Regions from separate parts of the Delphinus delphis genome. Here region 1 is linked to region 2. Evidence: chromatin contacts called from public Hi-C data. All regions are on one chromosome and are shown on one strand. Each heading gives the region's core, a stretch centred on a gene start, on an enhancer-like site or on the middle of the called end of the contact. The rest is flanking DNA. Distances are from core to core; before and after follow the strand shown. Region 1 holds the start of NCOA1 (nuclear receptor coactivator 1). Region 2 holds the start of CENPO (centromere protein O).

Region 1 (6,535 bases), core at 2,888-5,387, 280 kb before region 2:
TGATAGATCCTGATCATGTAACTACCATGCTTCTGTTCCACCAAAGGATTAATATTAAAGTATGAGGTCAATAGGACCTGACTAAAACCAGACCTGTCTGGGCTATAAAAGTTAAATGTTGTCTTACATTTTCATTTAAAAAAATCTCTTCAAAACAGTTTTATTTAATTGAGGTCAGTCCTACTTGTTGACTGGCATTGTACTTTGGGAGTAAAGGAACTTTTGCTTAAATAGGTAAAGTAAATGGATTTCAAAGAGGCTGTGTGGGGTTCAGGAAGCAAATCTAACTGACAAATCTTTTGCCGCTGTATTAATGGCTCTGGGGGTAGGGGGTTGGTTGGAGTTAAGGAAGTGGGCCTGTTTAGGAAACTTAGATGGAGCCAGAGAGGTGTTGAAATGACAAGAGACCAACTGGGAAAGAGAAATGTGCGTTATGAGCACGTGAAAAGATGCTCAACATCACTAGTCATTAGGGAAATGCAAATCAAAGCTACCAGGGAATACCACCTTATACCCATTAGGATGGCTACTATAAAAAAACAGAAAACAACTAGAGTTGGCAAGGATGTGGTGAAATTGGAGCCCTTGTGCATTGTTGTGGGAATGTAACATGGTATAGCTGCTGTGGAAAATAGTATGGAGGTTCCTCAAAAAGTTAAACATAGAATTACCATATGACCCAGCAATTCCACTTCTGGGTATATACCCCAAAGAATTGAAAGCAGGGTCTCAAAGAGATCTCTGTACACATATGTTCATAGCAGCACTATTCACAATAGCTAAAATGTAGAAGCAACCCAAGTGTCCATTGACAGATGAGTGGATAAGCGAAATGTGGTACATACATATGATGGAATGTTATTCAGCTTTAAAAAAGGAAATTCTGCAATATGCTACAACATGGATGAACTTTGAGGACATTATGCTAAGTGAAATAAGCCAGTCACAAAAAGACAAATACTGTGTGATTCACTTATTTGAGGTACTTAAGAGTAATCAAAATCATAGAGACAAAATAGAATGGTGCTTGCCAGGGAGGGGAAGAATGGGGAGTTAGTGTTCAATAGGTAAAGATTTTCAGTTTTACAAGATGAGAAGAGTTATGGGGATGGATGGTGCTGATGGCTGCCCAACAGTATGAATGTATTTAATCCACTGAACTGCATATTTAATAATGGTTAAGGTGGTAAATTTTATCTGTATTTTAACACAATAAAAAAAGAAGAAAAAAGTGGGTTATAACTGTTTATAAGTGATTATAAACGTAGAGGAAAGAGAAGAAAGTCAAAGGACCTTACTTATGAAGGAGTCTCACCCTAGAAAAGTCCTTTCTTTAGTGTCCATGGATGGCAAGATAAATAATACCTTAAGTTCCACTCATCATCCAACAAAATCTCAGCACTGCCTGTCCTGAGGATGTTTAAAAGTTAATTAAGACACTGGGCTGCAGAGTGGGGTAGGGGTGGGGGCTGGGAGAGGGAGATGCAGGTGTTATTAACAGTTGAAGCCGTGGAAACAAAACCAAGTCAATCTAAGTGAGAAGAGAGGTGGGAAAAAAAATTAAACCTTGAGGATACCAATGTTACATGGTTCTGTGGAAAAGGAACAGCAAAGAAAAGTGCTAGGGAAGGGAAGTTCAGAAAACAGGCAAAGAGAGAAGAGAATGATGTAAAAGACAGGGGAGGGGAGGAGAGTTTCAAAAAGGAGGACTTGGGCTTCCCTGGTGGCGCAGTGGTTGAGAGTCCGCCTGCAAAGGCAGGGGACATGGGTTCGTGCCTGGTCCGGGAGGATCCCACATGCTGTGGAGCGGCTGGGCCCGTGAGCCATGGCCGCTGGGCCTGCGCGTCCGGAGCCTGTGTTCCGCAATGGGAGAGGCCACAACAGTGAGAGGCCCGATTACGGCAAAAAAAAAAAAAAAAAAGGAGGACTTCACAGTATGAAGCGCTGTAGGAAGGCCATCTAATGGGGTGGGGGTTTGAAGTATCTACTGGACCTGGCAATCAGCAGTGACCAGCGTGTAGCCCCGACAGGAGACAGCGTTACCTGCACACATGGTTATGTTTGTAGGCCTCTTCATACAGTCTGGACTGGACTAGACTGGGAGGTATGTTCTACAGAAGGGGATTAACCTGGCGATTGAGAGATACATAGCTCTGGGTATTTTCAGTGATTATTGGGGATGGGGACTCTGTAGGTGGCTAGATGTCCTGCTAAACTAGTTGAGGGCAAGAGCTAATGAAATGCACCTAGGGCTCCAGTAATAAGAATCAAATTAATGAATATGTAAAGAGGTTTGTTTGTTTGTTTGTTTTTATTTTTGGCTGCATTGAGTCCTCATTGTTCCGCACAGGCTTTCTCTAGTTGTGGTGAGCTGGGGCTACTCTTCGTTGTGGTGCGCCGTCTTCTCATTGTGGTGGCTTCTCTTGTTGCAGAGCACGGGCTCTAGGCGTGCGGGCTTCAGTAGCTGTGGCTCGCGGGCCCTAGAGCAGAGGCTCAGTAGTTGTGGTGCACAGGCTTGGTTGCTCCACAGCATGTGGGATCTTCCTGGACCAGGGCACGAACCCACGTCCCCTGCATTGGCAGGCAGATTCCTAACCACTGCACCACCGGGGAAGTCCCTGAATAAACGAATATATGATGAATGTGGGGTGTGGACTAAAGGTTGGTTTATGAGCAGTCCAGAATAGGATGATGAGCAGTCCCGAACCTTTTTGGCACCAGGGACCAGTTTCGTGGAAGACAATTTTTCCACAGACGGTGCGGGGGATGGTTCAGGGGGTAATGTGGGCGATGGGGAGCGGCAGATGAAGCTTCGCTCGCTTGCCCGCTGCTCACCTCCTGCTGTGCGGCCCAGTTCCTAACAGGCCTCGACCGGTACCGGTCCACAGCCCGGGGTTTGGGGACCCCTGATCTAGAGTATGGCAGTGAATGATGGCAGGATGGAGTACATGCCTCTGGAAGAAGTTGCTCACTGAATCAGAGAGGTGCCAGGGAGGTTGGTGTTTTCAAGGCAAGGTCAGGTTTCAGTTAGGAGGACTGTGAAGGGTTTAAAGATTTCTACAGGTTGCTCTCGAGTAGAAAACACTGAGAGACAACAACAGTAGGACAGGATTGAGGTAGGTGCAGACAGCTACCTGGGAATAAGAATGCAGGAAAGGACAGCTGTCTGCTTTACAAAGCACCTCCGCAGCCAGCGACCCATTCATCCTTCGGACAACCCGGGGAGAGAGATAGGTATTATATTGCCAGCCTTTGGAATGAGGGATGCTTTCCAGATAAGGTTCGGAAAGCCTGTTCAACCGCTGTTTGATTCCTCTAACGACAAGGAACACTCCACTTTTGGAAGTAGCACTGCCATTATAAAATTTAAAAACCGAGTAGAAAAGAAGAAAGGTGTGGGCCCCCTTGAGGGGAAAGCTCTGTCAATGACAAACATTTTGGGTAATTCATGGAACTGCAGAGCCAGACGCGTCAGTCAGATCTTTTCATCTGTAAAACGAAGGGGGCAGATGATCTTTCTTTTCCCTTATCTAATAGCCTGTGAAATCATCTAGGCAACCAACTCCCAATTTTACAGAATAAAAAAAGGGCTGCGGATGTGTCTTGCTCAAAGTAATACAAGAAATTAGCGGAGGGACAGGCCAGAACCCACTCCACCCGGGTCTACTGCGCCCCTCGCCGCTCCACACCTTCCCGGACAGATCAAGCCAGCGGGAGGCTGCAGGCCGGGCGGCCTAGCTGAAAGCACCCAGGGGTTCGAGGCGGCTTCCCGGCAGCAGTCATAGGAACGCCCCGAGGGGAGGGGAAGAGTTAGGGCCTCCTTTCCCACACTTCGTTAGGACGGGGGCCGGGGCGGGACCGCGGCAGCCCTCCCTCGGGCCTGCGGCCGGCAGAGGGCGCGGAGCGACTCCTCGTTTCGCTGCCCGGCGGGCGGGGAACTGGCTGCCCCCGGAGCGCCGTCGGAGTTCGCGGGCACCGGATCGCGGCGACCCGGCCGGCCGGAGGGCGCAGGGGCAGCGCAGAGGGCAGGACGGCGGGAAGTGGGCGGGGCGGCCGGGAGCCGGCGGGGCGGGGCGGGGCGGGGCGCGGAGGGGGCGGGGCCGCGAGCGGGGGGCGGTGGCGGCGGCGGCGGCGGCGGCGGCGGCGGTAGCCGAGGAGGAGGAGGAGGAGAACATGGCGGCCGCGGAGAGCGGCTGAAATGCCTGTTTTTCAGGCCAGGCGAGCGGGAATCTGAGGCGATTCTCTGAGCCTTCCCCTCAGACGGCTGAACCGCGGCCTCGAGCGCCTCGACTGCCCTGTTCCCTGCTGCTCCCTCGAGTGCAGCCTGCGCCCGGTCCGTTCTGCATCCCCCTGCGGGGGGACTCCTGCTCCGGAGGAGGGGGCCGGAGAGCCGCGGCGGCGGCGGGCTCCCAGCCCGAGCAGCGGCGGAGGCCGCGGCGGCGCCGCCACGGTCGCGGGCGAGCGCGGCGCCCGTCAGCGCGGCCCAGAGGCGGCGGCGGCAGGTGAGTGGCAGGCGGCGGGCGCCGAGCCTCCCGGTGGGTGCAGCTGTCACGAGCCGCGCGGCCGCCGAGGCCCTAGGGGGCGGGAGCAGCTGGTGCCCCTCCGCCCGCCGCTCTCCTTTCTCTCCGCTCCGTTCCCCCTCCCACTTTCCCCGACTTCTCCCTCGGCCTCGCGCGGCTGGAGGGGGCGGAGGTCGCAGCTGTCACGGGCACCAGCTGGGGGCTGCGCCGCGGATGGAAACTGCTGCAGCAGCGACTTCCCTGCCCCGTTTCCCAGTTGCCCTAGTTAAGAGCGGACGGGGCGAGCATCCGCGGAGGGTGCGCGAGGCTCGCGGCCGCCGGCCCGGCGTGGGGAGAGGCGCCCCGAGCCCGCGGGCGCTCCCCGCCGCCGAGAGGGGGAGCCGGAAGTCGGCGCGGGCGCCCCTCGGCCCCGGCGAGCGCGGTGACCTTGGCAAGCCCGGTAACCTCTCTGAGTCTCGCTTGCCGGGACTGCGAAATGGGGATGACCGTGGCGAGTCTTCTTGTAAGCGCAGCCTCCGACGGCGCTTCTGTTTACCCCCGCGCACTTGCTTTACCCTCTCCAGACGAGGCATTTCGGAGGCAGAAACGGGATGGATAAGTGAGATTTTCCTGTTATGTTTAGGGTTTGGTCCCCTTCGTCGGATTCTGCTGAAAGGATTTAGAAAGGGGAGCAAACATGTTGGCTGGAAGACTGAGAAGTGGGATGGGTTAATGGTCAGCGACAGAACTCGAGCCATTCCCTAGTCGCTTGGAAGAGAAATGGAGAAACCGGACACCAGGGTCCCTGCTCTTACTACCCAGCTGTGTTGTTTTTTGTTTTTTGTTTTTAAAGCAGTCACTCCCATAGACTAGACACTGCCTCGCTTGACGATGTTAGAGGGAGACGGAGGGTTTGACAATAAAGCCTGTATGTGTGACAAGGAGAGTCCGTGCCGCTGTGGCTGCAGTTTGGTGGGGAGGAAAACTTTAAGCTGGAGGATCTTTTAGCCTTTCAGGCTGGGCTCTCTTCGTTCACTGTAGGTGTTGAAGAGGCAGGTGTCCTTGTGGAGAAGGTGACATTCTTTTTCTTTTGAGACGGTGACTTTTTAATGCTGAGCATGATGGTGGTGAATGAAGGGTTCTGGAGTGAATTGCAGTCCCAGCACCTTCTGTTGATGCCAAGAGTAATCTCTGTGGCGACGATTTGTGAGGGCTGAGGCTTTCACTTCAGTGATTAAGAAATCTTCAAGTGTCTGTGTAAAACATTGCTGCGGTGAAGCTTAGATTATACTGTACAGCTGAAGGGATGGAGTTCAGGGGTTAAATTTGTTTGAGGTTTGTTTTCAGTTTTGGAATTGGTTGAAGGTTAGTCTCAAAAAAAAAAAAAAAAAAAAAAAAAGTTGGCCAAAGGGGCCTCTCAGCTTGTTTCACAGAAGCTGTGATGTAGTAGGAAGGGGGTCAGATTTCATGTTGAGAATAATATAAAAAGAGTGTTTGCTTGGGTCTTTTGGCTCTTGAACTAGAAATAGTTTTGGGTTAAAAGTAGCAGTGAGGTTTGATTCAGCTTAATAAATGGGCATTCCTTGAGCTATGTCATAAACAGATGCAACTGCAAGTGTTTCTTTTTTATCTCGTGTACTCTGTGGAAGGGTCTAATTTGGTTTTGTGAACTAGCGTTGGAAATGGTTTCCCTCTATTTCTTATTCAGATTTTATCCTTTGGGAACAATGGATCAAAAGGGGGGCCTGAATAGGGAATATATGGTTTGGAGAGAAAATGCAGGGATGCTGCTTATAAGAACAGGCATTTGGTTTGATTTTTGTAAACATTTTGCAGTGGTTATTTATTTCATCTATTTAACTCACAATGAAGTTTGAATTTTAAGGTGCAGAATTTGAATTTTACATAGTTTATAGTTGATCTTTTTCTCATTTCCTTCTGAGAAAATCTGTAGGATTGTGTCTTTTAAATTACTTTTTGTGTGGTTTAAGCCAAGGGAGTATTTTAGATCTGCATTTTTGGTAAGTGGTTTTATT
Region 2 (5,951 bases), core at 1,488-3,987:
TTAAGGTGGTCTCATCTGGGGCCTACAAGGAGCAGAACACAGACTGAAAAGCCCATTTAGTAAGTGACAAAAGGCAAAGGAAAAAAAAAAAAGTATGGAGGGGGGCTCCTCTTAACTGAAACTGGAGGAACAGCTCTACCGAAGAAGGAACTGTAGAGCATGTCTCTAGAAACAACAGCTTCATTGCTCCATTTGCCGTTCACTCTCTGAAGGGGTGGGAGTGGGGGTGGGAATGCATTGTCAGTAATTATGCTCTACACATTTTCTAGTTCTGGTGCCTAAACAGCATCCCTAATCCCTCAGCCAGCTCTGACTTTAAGAGCTGACTACTGGAAGGATTTCTAAAATCACATCACCTCCACCTCCCTCCTACTTCCACCCTAGTCCACACAAACCTAGAAGGATTTTCTTTCCGCCAGGATAGTTCCCAGTTTTTAACTCAAGCGTAGGCAAACTATTCTCTAGTGTCCTTCTGAAACTGTTTCTCATCATCTTTATCACCCATGCTGAATCCCATTACAGGAAATAGCATAGCTATCACTCAGAAAATAAAGATACTTAGTGTGTTATGTTGCATAAGGTATATTTTTTTGCCTATGAAGGCAGAAGGCACTAAGATAACTAGAGGTTTGTCTTAATCAAATTAGAGGATGCTGGGATTGCCACTCTTAATCTGCTGAGTCCTTTGGGCATGCTGAAGAAGAATGCATTGACTTCCCCTCCCTCCTCCTTCAGCACCAGGAGCAGCACAGTACAAGTTAGAGTGAGTCCAAACCCTTGCTCTACCACTTACTGATTTGTGTGCTCTTTGATAAGTTATGTGACTTAGCTGAACCTTTGTGTCCCTGTTGTAAAAGGGGATGATAATGCTTCCTAGTAGTAGTGAGATTCAATGAAATCAGGCTCAGATCTGTGCCTGACACAAAGCACCCAGTGAATGGAGTTAATCTTGGCACTGTCTTATATTTTATTGGTCTTTATGGCTACAGCACCACCTTTATTTAATCAGTGGTGACTCCTACGGCCCTTTCTTGAGTCATAGCTAACAACAGAATCATGAGATGTCTTTTAAATTCAGAGGAGTCACTTAATCTCTGTGGGCTTCAGATATCTCATCTGAGAAAAGGGGTAAATATTTTATCTGCCTGAAAGCAAGGGAGTGGGGGATGTCTGAACTACATGATTTCTTGAAGCCTTCCTATAAAATCCTATAAAAGGAATCTAAAGGAAAAAGCTATCTGTTTCTTTTCTGCCTACTTATAGATTCTCAAGACATTTTCCTACAGGTTACAGTTTAATGTTTCATTACCCAACAGCAATTTTTCTCTTGAAAAATGATCTGCTTTTGCCAGCTGGCCAGGAAGGAATTACCCAACCCCTCCACCCCAGGTTTATTTATTAAAATAAATAAATTTTATGAGAAGAAAATTGCTTTAAAATGAAAGCAATATTTTTTTCATTATAAAATATGTGCTTAATGTAGGAAACTAAAAAAAAAATAGAGAAGCATTACAAAATAACCAAAATTCCACTACCCACTCACTACTTAATATTTGGATATATTTTCTTAGTTCTTACTTTCAAAATCTGGATCACTTTGTATGTAGAATATATAGTTCAATTAGAATCGCATCATGAGCACTCTTCCATGCCAGGTAAATATGCTCCAAAAACATGATTTATGCTAGTTTCGTAATAATCCATTATAAGGGCATAAGTTTAGACAATTCATCGTACTGGAAATTTAGTGATTTCCACTTTTTTTACTATTATAAAATGCTCCTATCCTTGTACAACGCTCTTTGGGTGCATCTTGCTATTTTCTTAGGATACATTTCTAGAGGCAGAATTGACAGAAGGTAAGGGTAAGATCTGTTTGGCTATCTGTAAAAAGAACCTTACGTCTGATGCTAGGTTCAAATTATACTAGGGTTCACATTTATTTTCAAATAATTTGGCGTCAGAACCAGGTAAATGCTCCAGTTTGACTTCACTTGCAATAAGGAACCCCGCGTCCTTACCCTTCTGGATCGGTTTTGCGAAGAGGGTTAAGGACGGTACTTTTCTGCGCAGCCATTAAAAGGCCGGCGCAGTGCACAGGTAGAAAGGCGGGTGTCGCTCCACCAGCCTCCGCCCTCACAGGCATCTGTTTAAGAGGGACGCAGGTAAGACCGAAGGGGTGCGGGAAGCATTTATAACGGGCCCGATGTCCACTCGTCACACCGTCAGGCCCCGCCCAGTCAAGGTAAGGCTCCCTGGGCAATAGCTCAAGCCCCAGGAACCTTACCAAAACTTGTAAGTCAAACACCCCTCCCCACTAATGCCACACCCACTCCATGAAGTTAGGCCCTCCAACTCAAGACCACACCCTCTTCCGGTCTCGATATCCTCAGGGCCCCTCCCCCTCCGCCCGCGCCTCACCTCGAGGACCACCTTGCGCATGCGCCCCAGCTCCCGGAGGTAAGCGGCCGTGTGCGGGTGGTCCCGGTGAATGTGCAAGGCCGCGGTGGCTGCGTGACAAGCCTGTGCTACCAATGCGCCCGCTGGCCAGGAAAACGGCGCGTGTGATAGATCCTTTCGTAACACCAGGTACTGTACCAGGATCTGCGGCTCTGCGCCAGCGGCCGCCATCTTCCCGCACAACTTAAAGGCCAGGCCTATCCTCCGATGCATGCCGGGATCAGGGAGGGGCCCTGAGTGCTGCCATGTTTTTGTACGTTGGGAGTGCAAAGCACGCTGGGACCGGTTGGCTTGGATTTGAAGGCAAGCGGGAACAGCCAGAGGAGAGGAAGTAAGGGAAAGTAAGACCCAGTGGCGGTCGGGACCGTGATAGGGTGGAAGGCTGAGCGGCATTCTTACAGCTCCTTCCGTGTGCAAGGAAGCCCGGAGGAACCAGAGGCGCGGCGCCTTAGGAGCGCGCAGGGGCGGGGAGGTAGACGTGGACACCGCCGACTCGGACCCGGGGAGCGGACCGGGCGGGTCAGGGAAGGGGAGTCCTAGCGACGACACTTGGGGTGTCCGGGGCGCACGGGTGCGTACCAGCGTTGCGTGTGCCTGCCCTCTAGGTTTGTCTGAATATGAATCGATTCTTGACATTTTGTCTCCAAGGACAGCCCTATTACTGGTGCTTGGACAGCTTTCTAGCAAGGCTCTTGGAAATCTGAGGAGGAGATGGAGCTGGCGAATACTCTAAGTCAAGACGGCGAGTCCAGAGGAGGTATTCAAAGGGTCGCCTTTCCCCCCCTTACTCCTGCTGCCCAAACAACGCGCAGGTTGAAAGCCCTTCCCTCCTTTAACCGATGTGTGACCTGTCCTGTTTGGGAGCAGGATGGTGAAAGGAACTAACATTGAAGACTTAAAGGGACAGGCAGCTAAGATCATTGGAGCAGGAAAAATTACTTCACATATTCTAGGCTCTTATCCCTTTCTAGACCAATAGGTTGCATTCCTAGTAGGCTAAGCGTTCATATTCAGAGCTACAGTTCTAGCCAATGAGCTTTCTTTACTCTTCCCAGGATTTGGGGGGAGCCATTTATGCATTACTCCCGTGGAAGAGGCAGTGACTGGTATTGGTCAGACCTGGGTTGGAGTCCTGGCTCTGCCATTATAAATACTGTGGCCTTGGGCAAGTTATTTTACTTTTCTCTGCCTCAGTGTTTTCATCTGGAAAATGGAGAGGAATAATAGCATTGTGGTGGTGGCTGTGGAAATTAGATAATTCTTTTAATGCTTTTCAAGTGAAGCATTTAGCACATGCCTAATGCATAGGAAATATTAAATAAATGCTTTAATTCTTTGCATGCTTTGCAAGTAAAGGATCTAGCACAAGTGTCTCTTTTTTTAATAAATTTATTTTATTTCGTTTTGGCTGTGTTGGGTTTTCGTTGCTGCACGCGGGCTTTCTCTAGTTACAGTGCGCGGGCTTCTCATTGCGGTGGCTTGTTGTGGAGCACGGGCTCTAGGCGCGTGGGCTCAGTAGTTGTGGCGCACGGGCTTAGTTGCTTCGCGGCATGTGGGATCTTACCGGACCAGGGCTTGAACCTGTGTCCCCTGCATTGGCAGGCGGGTTCTTAACCACTGTGCCACCAAGGAAGCCCCACAGGTGTCTTAATATGTAGGAAATGTTCACAGATGCTTCACTGCTAGAGTTGATTAGCATTATGAAACTGTGACCTTTACTATATTGGTCTTTAGTTAGTCTCTTAGGATCTGAGATTGCCTCTGAATTTCTATCTGTTGGTGAGCTTGTTTTCCTGTCTGATACCCAGTAATATTGGTGGACGGTTCCTTTCAGTGTGTGCCTTTATAGTCCTATGCTCCTAATACTTTTCAGAGTACTTATTCAAGCCTCTGTGGATGTCTAAATCCAGTTATGCATTAGCACTTTGGGAAAACATGCGTAAAACCAAGAAAAACAATTCTGCATTAAAAAAAACAATTTCTGAGAGAGTCTGAATTTGGTGACCCTGTTTTCCTCTGGGTCACTATTATCATAGATAACTGAGATAAGCCATTTTCAGATGATGCCCTTTTTGAACAGTGTCTTGGTCAGGGACTGCTTGTAGGTCAGTGTTCGGCCTAAGAGGTTGCTGATCACTGACTTCTGTTGTCAGCTCCTCCTGTTTTATAAATTGTTGGCAACGTCTCCAGTTTAGCTGACCACAGAGTTCTGGATAAAGGGTCACCCTCTGTTCTTCCCTGAAGTGCTTCCCGTTCCTGGGGTTAGAAATCCTTAGCTTCTTGTGAAACTCCCTTTTTACTTCCCTCAGGTGTTTTAGCTCACTTGGAAAGACTAGAGACTCAAGTGAGCAGATCCCGTAAAAAAATGGAAGAGCCACAGAGTGCACAGGCAGAGGAAAGTGCTCTTGGAACCAGGATTCATGAACTGAGACGTCTGCGAGATAAGCTGAGGGCTGAAGTGAAACAACATCAAGCTAGTGTGAGTAGAAGGGTGATCGACGTTGGCAGGCTTTCCTAGAGTGTAAAAAACAAACGTGATCTGGGAATTAGCAAATTTGTGTAATACGTTTTACCTGTGGTCTTACTGGATGGATTTCAGTCCTTGATCCCTCAAGTGATCAAATCTGTAGAGTCGGCTAATGTCAATACCCGCTAACAGCTGGCAGGCATTACTGATGGGCCAGGCGAATTCTTCATAATAATCTCTTAAACCTGCCCTCATAGACATGAGCCTGTTACCTTAATCTCAGCCAGACTTGAGTCATTGGTACTTTTGTCATTAGCACCATCTTTCTATAACCCAACCTGAAACCTCACAGTAAACTTTGACTTTTCCCTCTTTTCAGCTTTCTCTCTAGCCCAGGTTCAGTTAGTAAAACCTGTCAAATTCTTCTTTAGATTGTCTTTGTGCCCCTCCCCCACCCCCTGCTGTAGAGCACGTATTATCCACATGGGTCCTAAATATTTACCAGGTGATTTAGATGGCGGGATTATTGCAGCAGTCTGCTAGTTTGTTTTCTTCTGGTATTTATACTTCTCTGATAAATTCCGCACAGCCAAGAAAATCTTCATAAAACACTACATTTTTCATTAAATTACAAGTTTCCTTGCTCAAAGTGTCAGTAATTATTCATTCCTCCTGGGTTAAGGTCAGCCTTCTTTTTCTTGTCTTCCCTCCCTCTCTTCCTTTTCCCCCTTTCCTCCATTCTCTTCCTCCCCCCTTCCTTTTTTATTAAAGTAAAAATATATATATATATATGTATACACATACACACATATGTGTATATATGTTGTGCACAAATCTGAAGATCCTTTTACAGAACGAACACACCCTGGTAAGTACCACACAGATCAAAGTGTAGACTACTACCAGCACCCCAGAAGTCTCCCTCTTAAATCCTCCTAGTCATTTCCCTCAAGGTAACTGCTATTCTGGTTTCTGTTACTATACATTGGTTTTACTTGTTATGGAGCTTTACATAAATTTAAAA

What was found. A called contact is a pair of places that touch in the nucleus more often than the background predicts.
Region 1: a contact with region 2 is called in a Hi-C map of lung, with 3 times the contacts expected there. The contact joins the promoter of NCOA1 here to the promoter of CENPO in region 2. A contact is called at or near these places in 2 of 3 Hi-C or Micro-C datasets (lung and muscle).

What each region holds. Positions count from the first base shown.
Region 1 is chr12:71,444,999-71,451,533 of mDelDel1.2, reverse strand. NCOA1 (nuclear receptor coactivator 1) reads left to right here and starts at 4,137. Exons shown (of 22, transcript XM_060027005.1): 1 at 4,137-4,502.
Region 2 is chr12:71,168,449-71,174,399 of mDelDel1.2, reverse strand. CENPO (centromere protein O) reads left to right here and starts at 2,737. Exons shown (of 8, transcript XM_060026997.1): 1 at 2,737-2,791; 2 at 3,109-3,217; 3 at 4,770-4,939. The coding sequence starts at 3,172. PTRHD1 (peptidyl-tRNA hydrolase domain containing 1) reads right to left here and starts at 2,676. Exons shown (of 2, transcript XM_060027617.1): 1 at 2,422-2,676; 2 at 1-22. The coding sequence starts at 2,673.